Linked DNA regions of Gossypium raimondii: region 1 is linked to region 2. The links are chromatin contacts, called in public Hi-C maps. All regions are on one chromosome and are shown on one strand. Each heading gives the region's core, a stretch centred on a gene start, on an enhancer-like site or on the middle of the called end of the contact. The rest is flanking DNA. Distances are from core to core; before and after follow the strand shown. Region 1 holds the start of LOC105788079 (photosystem I reaction center subunit N, chloroplastic). Region 2 holds the start of LOC105788074 (patellin-3).

Region 1 (6,576 bases), core at 114-2,613, 180 kb before region 2:
TTGAAGACTATCAATGTGATCGAGTTTTCTTATTTGAAGAGATTTGATTTACAAAAAATATTACACTGATAAGACCTCTGCTGATTCATTCCATATTGAAGATTTTGTCGAGTTAAATTTAAAGAGTTAAATATTCATACTGTTTGTACTTTTCCAAGCCATTACATGATAATTTAAGAGAAGGCTTGTTATAGTTTTATGTATGAAATTAAAAGAGGGCTTATCTTGTTCATGTAACGAACTTATTTTAGTGCAAAATTGTTGTAAGTAAGATTTTGTTGTTGTTCAGTTTGCAATTAAGCTTTCAAGGGGAAAGTCTTAATGGGAGATTGATCTAGATTCTATATATGAGTGAGGTTGTAACTTGGTGAGTTATTTGAACTTAAATAATGTCTTGTACTAGGAGATTTATAGTGAATTACTCACTAAACAAGACTCGCAAACATAGGACATTTCCGAATTGCGTAACCAAATTTTTGTATCCATCTCTTATTTTTATACTGTTAGTTAGTAAGTCCAGTTGCAAATTGAACATGAATTTGGAAGGCAAAATTAACGAATTCTCAATTGGTGCTAGAGTTAGACACTTGAAGCACTAAGTGAACACTCTATTGTTGATTTACTATAAAGATGAAAGGTAAATCAATCTCAAAACCCTCGATGTTGGATGACATGAATTATGCCTACTAGATGGTAAGGATGAAGACATCTATCAAGTCAATGGATGAGAAAGTCCAACATTTGATTTTGATTCGTTGAGAACCTCCAACAATATATGTTGGTGGTGTGAAGAAATCAAAACCAAAAGTTATATGGATAGACTGGCAAGTGCGAATTTCAAAACTTGAATGCAATTTTTAATAGGGTTTATTCTCAAGAGTTTAGACATATTTCAAAGTGCATTACTTCTAAAATAGTTTGTTCTATCCTTGAGACTACATATGACTAGTCATGGGTATGGGTGAACTCCCGTTTGACCAATGGGCCTACTAGAATTCAAAACATAACATTTTAAAAGCTAGAGATATTGCGTAATTAATATGATTCTCCTGTTCACTTCCAGTCTCCATCCATGCTTGATGGCTGGGAATGCCATTGAAGTTAATAGTGAAATTTTATTATCTGCCCTCAGCTCCACTTGACGGGGAACCCCAATGTGGCATAGAGATGCAATGCTAAGCACAAATTTAGATTCCAATGTGGACCCAGTTTTCAAGCTTGTATTGCCATTTGCCACACAACTGTTGTACCAAAGATAAAATACCATGAACAGCAAAGTTTGCCAATAGGAGTGAGGCAATCTCAACCTTATCCACATTCCAACCACAAGCTTTTATCCAATTCATCATCTCCTCTTGCCACATGAGCACTCCTTATCAGATCTCCTCCATCACAAACAAATCTATTATACTACAAGGCTACTTTGAGAAAGCTAATTGAGCTCCATTTCCCTAGTAAACAGAGTTCTTTTTTTCACAGCAATGGCAGCCATGAACTCCAGTGTTTTGGCATGCAACTATGCTATCTCAGGCACTGGATCATCTGAGCTTAATGCCAAGCTTGCTTCAGCGCCATCAGTTGCTTCCCCAGTTATGTGCGGTGGTCACAAGTTGCCTGTGATCAGAGCCCAGCAGGCTAAATTTTCTGATTCCAAAGGATCAGGTGCCAGTGAAGGAAGAAGAGCTGCTATGCTCTACTTGGCAGCTGGCCTTTTCACCACAGCTGTTGCTTCTTCTGCAAATGCTGGGGTCATTGACGAGTACCTTGAAAAGAGCAAAGCTAACAAGGTGTGTTTCGCTATGAAATCTGAAAAAATATCAACCATCATGCTGCAAAGAAATTTTTGTATTTGCAGAACAACGTAAAAGATTAACCTGCTTTTGCTGCAGGAATTGAATGACAAGAAGAGGTTGGCAACAAGTGGAGCAAACTTTTCCAGAGCATACACTGTTCAATTTGGCACTTGCAAGTTCCCTGAGAACTTCACTGGCTGCCAGGATCTTGCAAAGCAAAAGGTTCAAAACCTAACATCTGCCTTTTTTTTGTCTTAGTTTCAAAGGTTCTGAAGACGATTTCATAGTGATATTCTTTTTCGGTTTGTTGAATGCAGAAAGTACCATTCATCTCTGATGATTTGGCCTTGGAATGTGAAGGGAAGGACAAATACAAGTGTGGTTCCAACGTTTTCTGGAAATGGTGATGCGATCCAAATGTATTTTTTCACTTAAACTATCCACTCTACCTCAACATGTATCTAATTTTCCCATTTTAGGAGACTTTCCTATCCATTTGTTTTGTTAGCTTTCCCTATGGTTCTGTTATATTTCTCTTATAAATGGTTGATGGGATTGTTAAACTCCACGGCAATGTTAAAAAGTTAAATCACATATTATATGCTCCATTGGAGTGTTTGACTATCATTGAACCTCAGAAACCATTCAACCGATCTAAACAGCAGCACTGCTGACTCAGCAAAATACACAGAACGTTCTTACTATATTATGTTAAACAGAGTAATGACGTAAAAATTAGTTAAAAGTTTGATGAATCTATGTTTTTCAGTTTAAAATGCAAGATGATATGCTTATTTCATATATTTTGCTTTGATGCCTGTGGTAATGGCATGACCTCAACTTAGAGATGATCTTACCATTGCTCCCTCAGCTGGATATACAAGCACTGTTAATTATCTGATCTGGCTGCATCTTCAAAGGATCAACCCAAACAATATGTAGGACAAGTAATGAGATGAGTGACAACAGCAATAATATTAATAATAATATTCCTTTATAAAAATAAAATGAATTCTGTGTTCTTTTTACATGTGATATTTGGTTGTCATTGGTTGAATGAACCCAGAGCATGCCATCAATCCAGTTAACACCAGACTATCCTGTCCACTGCCCAAGCAAGTCTAACTGCTCTACGAATCATATATTTTGACAATATTGCAGGAGGCTAACTCAGCCAGTAGCCCTTCTAGTCTGCAGGCTTTTCAAAACCCAACTTCATATCTCCCTCACATGGAGAATAGAGGAAGAATCGCATGACCAACTGAAGTTCGGACTTATTAAGTTAGTGAAATGATTCACTTGAAACTTCAATATATTTCAAACTTAAAGCCTATATGCAACATGCTGAGGAGCCATTGTTCTGCAACTGGGGACATGGCAATGGAAACACAGCATTGGTACAACCTGAAACAAACTCACAATGCCATGCTGCAGTTGGGGCAAGTCCAAGTAGTGTAACATTCTTGAAGCATAGCCCTTCAAATGACCCACCCTTGATACCAGCGAGTATGGGGGCTTTTGTTGAATTCAAACTCATAATATTACTAATGAAAATCCCCTTTATTTTAGGAATAGCTTTAGGATCCCATCCATAGTCAGGGTGATCATTGGCGCCTCTACTGAACATAATGGGTATTTTGACTCGTTCCATTGTTATGTTTTTTATGGTGATATTTGCAATGTATCCTCCTCTACCCTTGTCAGTTTTTATACGAACCCCAGCTGCTGAATTCCAAATATTCATATCTTCAATAATTACATTAGAAATCCCTCCAGACATCTCACTACCAATGCCAACACCAGAACAAGTTGGTGTAGTGCCTGAGATTCTCCTTACTATTATGTTTGAGCTTGGTCGTGCCACTCTGATGCCATACTGGTCCCATCCACTTTTCACTGCTACAAGATCATCTCCACTCTCAATATAGCAGTCTTCAATACATACATTGGTACTTGAGTCTGCAGAAATTTAAATGAGAATTTCAGAAAATGTCTCAACTATTAGGCTTAGGTTGTTATATTCTAGAAGCAATATAGAATAAAATACATAAGATGGAGAATGACACCAACATACCGGGGTCTATTCCGTCTGTATTTGGGGCATTAAGGGGAGCCAATATTGTCATGCCCTTAATAACGACATTGCTGAAGGAAAAAAAGTAGAAAACTAATGTTAATCTTCCAGAGAAATGTTAAATTTTTAAGATAAAGAAAACAGCAATGTGACACAAAACAAAACCTCAAGTTAATTTTAGTATCTTCCATAGGTAATGTTCAGGCGAAAAAAATATTAGAGGATTCATTAGTTGAGCTATCAAGATCTTAGTCCTTTATAAAAGTACCAAGACATGCATCTTATCTTCAAAAGGTGCAAAAGAAGTTCACAGTTCTTTTGACCTTAATAAATAGTCATGCTCCGAAAAAAACACACACCAGCAAAACAAAATAAATGGATAAACAAATGAAAGAAAACAAGCTACTGCATGCTAGAGAGGTCAAACCTGCAGTAAATAGGATGAATGGTCCAAAATGGTGAATTCCGGAAGGTTAGGTTAGAGATAAGAATGTTATGAGAGTTCATTAGCTCTACGAGGTGGCCTCTTGTGTGTGTTAGCCTTCTGTTCTGCCATAAATCCCACCACATCCCACCTTGACCATCAATTGTCCCGTTCTGTCCTACAACATTAAAACTCTTCGTCACACATACTTGATCAATCTTTAGAGAAGGTAGAAATGCTTCACAGACAAGTTAGTAATGGATGACAATGGCAGCTAGCTGCTCTGTGGAACTAAAGACATCTAGCTGTTTCACTGCTTTTAAATAAACCCAACTACTAGTTAAAATCAGGTAGAAATAGCTTATCAAAGTGTCAATTTAGATGCTTTTTAAAATTCTACCCAGCAAGCATGGGAAAGCATTCATTTTGTTATAATCCATGAGCCCTAGTCAAGTCAATTAAATCTAATTTGAGAAAAGCAAAATGTAACACATGGCTGGCTGCCATTATAACTTTTGATTTATGCATACATGTGTGCGTGCATGTGTGTGCAAGTTAAAGCAACTCTTCTTCCCAATTTCATTATTAATCATCAAAGTACCATAACTATGTCTCCAAATATGTTATTTAAAAAATTGATAAAATTACCTGTAATGACTACATTGGTAAGGCCATCTCCATGAATAAGGCTTATGTGTCTTCCTCCCAGTCTCTCTCTCCCTCTACCATAAGAAGGCAATGGTTCTACAACAGGCCATTCCTTTGGATCCTATTACTCATAAACAAAATATTAAAAGATCAGCAGACTTCAGCAACTAATTTAAATAAATAAAGAAATGCATTAACAGTTTCCAGGTGACCAAAATAATTAGACAGCAATTGTTTGCCTATTTTAGTAAACAACTTGAAAGGTTCTGGTTGTTACGTTGTTGCACTAGAATGTTGCGATACTATGTGAAACAGTCTACTTCTAACAGAAATACTAGAATACCAAAGATGTTTACGCAATTCAATAATAACTTACATTTGCAAAGATTTGCCCGGAGATAAATTCACTAAATGAGTCACAGTACAAGCGCTAATTTAAGCTCAACCAATCTAAGGATTTTTGGCAGCCTTAATCTCATACACTCGATGAATTCCGTCAGAAAACCAAGTCTTCTAAGTGAGAACAAATTAATGTTCCAAAACAAATTTGTTTTGCCCTCAAAGAACAATTTTGTGTTCCTTCAATACACCAAACATAAGGGATGAACGCTCTTTTTATAGTTTCCTGGTACAGCTAATGTGATAATGCCATTCTACGTGATTCAAAAGGATAAAGTCAGCTGACAATAGTTCCCAAAATTCACAGTACTAATACCTTTTATCACCACGGTCAATCTCCTCAATTTTACAAGGAATATCGATCCCCTATTTACACCAGATTCCCTATATCTAGTTTCAATTTTTACAAACAAATCACCTAAATTTGTTGCTTTAAATTTGAACTGAAATGAGAACAAAATATGCTTTTTTTTTGGGGGGGGGGGTCCTTTAGTTAAAGTTGCACATCGACACCACCCAACTCTGTTTCTCTTCTAAAGAAAAAAGGCTATGAGAAACAATAAATTCAAAGCATGACATACACAAAGTGAGAAAACCTAGCTATGTTTCTAAATTCTATTTGAACTTTGCACCCACTTTCTATTCATAAAGTTGCTCTTTCTTTCACCTATCACAAGGTTCTTTTAATCCCTATTTTTCGCCTGAAAAGGGAAAGAATTCTTTGAGAAAAGCTAAGTACTGAGAGTAACCACCAAGGTTCGAGGGTTGTGTGGTAAGAAGCTCAATGTTCCTTAAGCAAAATCTTGAATTTGGGTAAGAAAAATGAAGAAACATCTTGAATTTGGGTAAAAAAAATGAAGAAACAATTCATGCAGGATAAACGAAGTAACCCACTCTATTTTCCCTTCTACAACATAAACTACGAAATAAAATTATATTTGACACACATTAATCGTCCAACTTAATTCTTCAAATTCAAATGCAAAACCAAAAAAATTAAACGACTTGAAACGGACAAACAAACAGAGATGATAAAGCATGAAGCAATGCATTTAAAACTTAAGTTTTCAAATTGATTTAAAAAAAAAAAAAGAAATTTAAGCTTTCAACTAGGAGGTATCATGTTCAAATCAAAAATCTACAATCATCCAACTTCAATTCTGGAGAATCCAAAATGAACCCATCAAATCAAATCAAATCAAATATATATGTTATAGTGAAAACGGAGCATTGCTGAC
Region 2 (5,960 bases), core at 2,220-4,719:
TGAGAAAGTGTTGAGACGATGCGAAAAAACTAACCTACTGCTCAATTGGGAAAAATGTCATTTTATGGTAAAAGAGGGACTGGTCTTAGGGCACCAAATATCGAGAAAGGGTATGGAAGTAGATAAAACAAAATTTGAGATAATTAAATATCTTCCATAGCCAACTAACGTGAAAAGTGTTCAAAATTTTTTAGGCCATGCAGGATTCTACCGAAGATTTGTCAAATATTTTGCTCATATTTTTAAACTTTTAAATCAACTCCTTCAGAAAGAAACACATTTGGTCTTCGACCAAAGTTGCATTGAAGCTTTTAAGGTAATAAAAGCTAAGCTCATATCTGCTCCTATAATAATCACTACAAATTGGACAAAACCCTTCTTTATTATGTGTGATGCTAGTGATTATACAGTGGGTACAGTTTTGGAACAAAAGAAGAATAATTTCTTTGGAGCTATTCATTATGCCAGCAAAACGCTGAACTTAGTGCAGTGTAACTATACCATAATTGAAAAAGAGATGTTGGCAGTAGTGTTTGCTATTCATTATGCTATTCATTATGTGTTGTATTTTATTGTATATGAATAAATTGATATGGAATTGATATTTGGACTATGAAATGTAATCAAATGTTTTGTATTTACTTGTAGCACCTTATAACTCGGGTATGGCAACTGGACCGGGTATGGAGTGTTACAATACGTGTCTTGTAGAACATGTTTTCCTTTCTCTCTTAAAAAATAACGCACATCAATAAATTTTCAAAAAAACTGCATAATTTTTTAAATATTTTTTTAACATATTTCTAAAATTCTACCAAGAAGTCAATGTCTTAAAACTAAAATTCAAAATTTTAAAGAGTAGAAAGGCATTTATTATATTTAAACCTTTACCTTTTACTAATTTTTTAGAGTACAAACTATTAAGAAAACATTAATGTAGCTAAGAATAATTCTAGAACCGATGAATTGAAGATACAAAAACTTCTTCCTTGAAAATCAAAGATGGCAAAACCCAATGATGTACGATGAAATTTAACGAGCACAAAAATAATATCCATGCACGTGCATCCGTGAGAATCCACGAAACCACCGTTTGAAATTTACTAGGACAAAAAAAGAAAGGAACATATTGTATGAACAAACCCCCAAAATTACATATAATAAACAACTTGGAAAATCGGAAGTAATGGCAAGACAACTAGAAAGATGGTTATATATGTGAATGCCTTGTGTGATATCCATTTCCTTGAATAAAACTAGTGAGATGTAGTAGGGTGGGACTTGAAGCGATAGAGGAGCTTCTTCTTTTTGGAGGAGGGATTGTGGATAGTGAGAACAACTTTGCCAGCCTCGCCAACCTTGAAATTGTCGCACACCACCGGTTCCTCGGTAGAGGCAGCAACCTTCCTAGCCTTTTGGATTATAACTGCATAGCTGTTTTCACCACTGGGTACGAATTCTGCACCATAGCTCACACCCCATCCAATAACTCTCACCTCCCATCTCACAAGGCATGCCTGCACCAACAATCTCATCCAAGTCTTAGCCAGCCAATACCAAAGAAAAAGGGTGCAAAGGATACCCCTATTAATTAATTAATTAATTAATTATACAACTAGTACTACCCGAAACCCCAAGCGTTGTACATTGGATCCCATTGACCGAACGAAGAGACCAAGGAAAAGCGATCTACCTCAGTAACTGGAAACTCTACTGTGTGTTTTGCCGCTAGTTTAACAGTTATCTCGGTAACAGTTTCGGTGGTGGCGAATTCACTGCCTTTGCTCAGTCCTCCATATTTGACCGGTACTTGTTCAGCAGTGATGTACCTAAATGTACAAAACATATTTGTTTCTTATATATAACGGAAACGTAGAACCATGGAAGGAGTACTGAAGAAACTCTACTTGATTTAGACAACAACCTGAAAAGGGTGTCCGCTGATTTGGAAGGGCCAGCAAAGACAAACTTGCTTTTAGTTCTTTGGGTCAAAAATGGATTTATCATCTTATTGACCGCAAGGTACCACCAAGGAACATTGATGAACACCTAAAAAACCAGCCAAAACGTCAATCATTCAGAACATAGGCAAGATCCAAGTTGCCTCCTGTTTGGTAAAAGAAAAACACTAAACATAGTAATCAATACCTGTCTGGCAACAAATTCTGGATAGTTGTCCTGGAGCAAATGAAGAGCCTGTTTGGTAGCTTGTCTAAGCTCCCACTTGGCTGGTCCTGGGGAATTCTTTAAGTCATTGACTTGAACAATAGTACAAATTCCACCGGGCCTAAAATCTAGTTTCCGAATACTCTTTTCCAGGAATTGGATTCTCCATCTGAGGAAATTTTGCCTCTTCTCTTCATCCGAAATTTTTTTCTGGTAAAGCTCCTTGTTTCGGAACTCCCCGTACACATTATAGCACACCGGATGTCCTTCCTTGTCAAAACCATGCATAAATATCACCTTACTCAAATCATCACCCAGATCTTGTTCAACCAGCTCATCAATCCCGAACTCCTTTCTCCAAAGAATAGTGTTTTTCAGCATCACAAACGCCTCTTTCACCTTGAAATCTCTGGCTCTTAGAAATTTGAGGAGAATGACATCGCTCCTTTCATCTGCAAGAAGCGGTACGCCCCATATGGATATCTCCTCGGGCGGCACCACCTTGTCCTCTACTTTACCACCTTTTCGTTCGTCTTCCGATTCCACATAAGCCTCTGCCTCTGCTGCAGGTTGAACTGAAGAAGAAGAGACTGAGACAATGCTCTCTTCAATGGCTTCTACAGTCTTGGCACCATCGTCTTCCACGGTGTCAGAGCCAGCAGCTGCAGTAGCAACCTTGTCTTCAATGACTTCCGTTTCAACCAGATTGATACTATCTTCCTTTACCGGTGCATCATTAGTTTCGGCTACTGTTTCTGGTTTTGGTGGGTCATCATCAATAACCGCTTCGTCCTTTGCCTCCTCTTTGGAGGATTCTTTCTCATCATCCTCTTTAGGCACTTCTGGTTGTTGCCCGCCAAACTCATGCTTGTTAAGCGCTTCTTGAACAAGTTGCTTAAGTTGTTGTAACGCTTTCTTTTCAATATCAAGAAGATCAACCACCCTTGTGCTCTCTTCCTTGAAAGAACCCGACTGAAGAACATTTTCCTGATCATCACACCTGTGTTTTGACAAATGCTCTTCCACTAAAGCCTTCTCGACCGGCTTCTGATTTACGGATTCTTCATCAGTTTCAGCTTGAGGTGGTTCTTTCACAACTGCTGCAGCAGGTGGTTGCTGTGGGACGTCAGGGGCAAGTACCACCTGGTCAACATAGGCAGGGTTCTTTGTTTGGTCAGCCATAGCTAACAATGATACCAATGGGAATACAAATGGGGAAAGTGGGTTTATTGGAGAGTTCAAAGGGTGGGCGGGGGGAGACAGTTTTTAAAGAGAGGAGTGGGGTTGGAGTTCGGAGGAAAACAAGCTGTGATAATCATCCATATAAGGGAGCCAGTTGGGATTAAGTCTAACTTAGGGGACCCACCACGTCTGTCTATCACCTGTTTTACGACCCAACGGGATTTAGCGTTACATTGATAGAAATGATGGATGGGCGCAGTTGAGGGTTTGGTTTAGGTGGAGTCTACCATTGGGCAGAAAATGAACCGTTGATGCGTTGGAAAATGGACACCTAGGATCCTCTGCATCTTTGTGTCTGTCATATTCTTCTGCGTAGCTGATCCAATGTGGGAGGTGTGACCTACTAATACAATCATTCACTTTTGAGATGGTATGAAATTGAAATATCTTTGAAAATAATATTTTCTTCACTAATTTAATGTTATTTTAACATTTTCATTTTAAACATGATATTTTGATATTTATTTGACAATAAATTATTTTAAAAGATACAAATAACATAATATGTCATTTCGAATATATTCTCATCAATGTTGACATACAAAATTGAATTTCATTTGTAATGTTTGCCTAGGTAATTTTAATTTCATCATTATTTAAATAAATTCAATTTTTTGTGAAAAATATATTCGATTTGATACTCGCTTATTTAAATAAATTCATGTATTGATTTTAATATCTTTATGTCAATAACAACACTTTGTCATTAATCAACTACATGTTAGTCTTAATGCATTATTGTTGTCCAAGCCCACAATAATACTCGACTAAAGACCTTTTAAGAATAATCATATTATTTTCATGACATTATTATAAAACAGTTTATTTATATACCTAGAAAAGAAATTGAAATAATAATGTCAATGCCTTATATTAATAAACGAGGTAAAACAAATATGTTATTATAATTATCTCATGATTGGTCTTTGGGTATACTCTAACAGTATATGCCTTCTCTGTTAAAGACTTAGAAAATTCTCTTAACATTAAATCGTCATCCAACCTAACAACTCCTAACGTCTCTGCGAATTTTATCAAATGCTCATGTAAATCACCATACTTGCCATTGAATTGCTTAAAATTAGGACTGGTGTAGTCCTTGGGGTCTAATTTGGTAGTTACCCTAGCAGGGTATGACAGTTTGAGATCAAATTCGGAGAAACTAAGGCTTTTGTTTTTTTTTTTTATTCTAACAACCTTTGAAGTTCTTTTTTGGTGACAAAACCCTGGGTTTTCAGTGGGTTGTGCCACCAAGGAGGATAATCCAAGTTGGGAGGTTGCGATGATATTTTTTTCCTATGGAAGCAGTCAAAGTGTGGGTGGCAGGTGTGTTGGTGTTTATGGTTTTGGTTATGCCAGTTGTCACAGGAAGCACAGGATTAGAAACATCGAATGTATTTTCTCCGTTTCCATTTTGGATAGGAGTGGCTCCAGTGGAAGAGTTTCCTACTGGCTACATGTGAGAAGGAATGTTGTTTGGAAAAGGTGTGAGTTGGGAGATAGTTTTCATCATCCTTTTTTTTTATTCTCCTCCAATATTTGCATCTTTTTCTCGTTTGACTCCATTATCTTCATCAAGTCTCGAATGTTGATAACTCTAGAATATAAAGTTATCTTTAACACTTTTTAACATATAAATTATGCAAATTCTTAGTAGTTGATAACACTTTTTATAATTTCTATTCATAATTATGTATAATAAGCAATACTATAAAAATGTGTTATTTTAACTAATTATTATGTTAAACGCATGGTTTTTAATCTTTTTGAGGGGGTAATTAGACTCAGTGGGAAAAGAAAGCAGAAGTTCGCATGTTAATGCAAATGCCGTAGCAATGCACAAGAAGAGTCGCAACATAGGACTAAAAGATTAGGCTTGGGAATGTACAGATTTGGATGTCCAATCTAGCTTTTTTGGACTTCAAAATTCATCTCAACCCAACTACGGAGTGGATCAACAAGCTTGGACAACCCAAAAGAGCCCAAATCGATCACTAGAAGAGAAGGAAGCTCAAACCATCCACCACATGCTCAAAACCCGACCAAGGACTTTTTCTTCAGCTACCTCAACCACATGCCTTGAATTTAGGAACTACCAAATCAGCTTTGTGGAGATCAAGGGGTCGACACCAACATGGAGAAAATCAAGGGGAAATTGATGCCAAAAATAGCAAGGGGTGTTAGGGACTCACTCGTATAAATAAAGGCAAGCATTTGAGATGAAATAGCACAAGCAAGAAGCTAAACCCTTACCGAAAATTGAGAGCAACAAGTAAGCAATAGCTTGATAGCATTTAGGTGAGAGTGATGCCTAGAAGATGAGGAGAACTATCGTGAGAAGCAAGCAAGAAAAAGTTGCGAAGAACCACTAAATTCGGTTGTTATCTCTTCTTATTGTGCACTAGCCATGGATAACCCCTCTCGGTATTCCATCTTCCTTTTCTCTTATTCATTATTTTGTTATTGTGTTGATGAACATGATTGCAACTTATCTTTGTCTTTTTAATTTAATGATTATGATTTAATTTTGTTTTTGCTAGAATAATTATGAA

The links. Hi-C and Micro-C count contacts between places; a contact is called where the count stands out from the background.
Region 1: a Hi-C map of leaf shows a contact between it and region 2, with 3 times the contacts expected there. The contact joins the promoter of LOC105788079 here to the promoter of LOC105788074 in region 2. A contact is called at or near these places in 2 of 2 Hi-C or Micro-C datasets (both in leaf).

What each region holds. Positions count from the first base shown.
Region 1 is chr11:21,534,909-21,541,484 of ASM2569854v1, reverse strand. LOC105788079 (photosystem I reaction center subunit N, chloroplastic) reads left to right here and starts at 1,363. Exons shown (of 3, transcript XM_012614785.2): 1 at 1,363-1,787; 2 at 1,890-2,015; 3 at 2,111-2,417. The coding sequence starts at 1,482. The coding sequence ends at 2,200. It overlaps LOC105788076 (probable polygalacturonase), which reads right to left. Exons shown (of 5, transcript XM_012614782.2): 2 at 4,940-5,060; 3 at 4,295-4,469; 4 at 3,868-3,938; 5 at 2,745-3,752. The coding sequence ends at 3,124.
Region 2 is chr11:21,359,059-21,365,018 of ASM2569854v1, reverse strand. LOC105788074 (patellin-3) reads right to left here and starts at 3,469. Exons shown (of 4, transcript XM_012614779.2): 1 at 2,149-3,469; 2 at 1,925-2,049; 3 at 1,694-1,829; 4 at 967-1,517. The coding sequence starts at 3,348. The coding sequence ends at 1,257.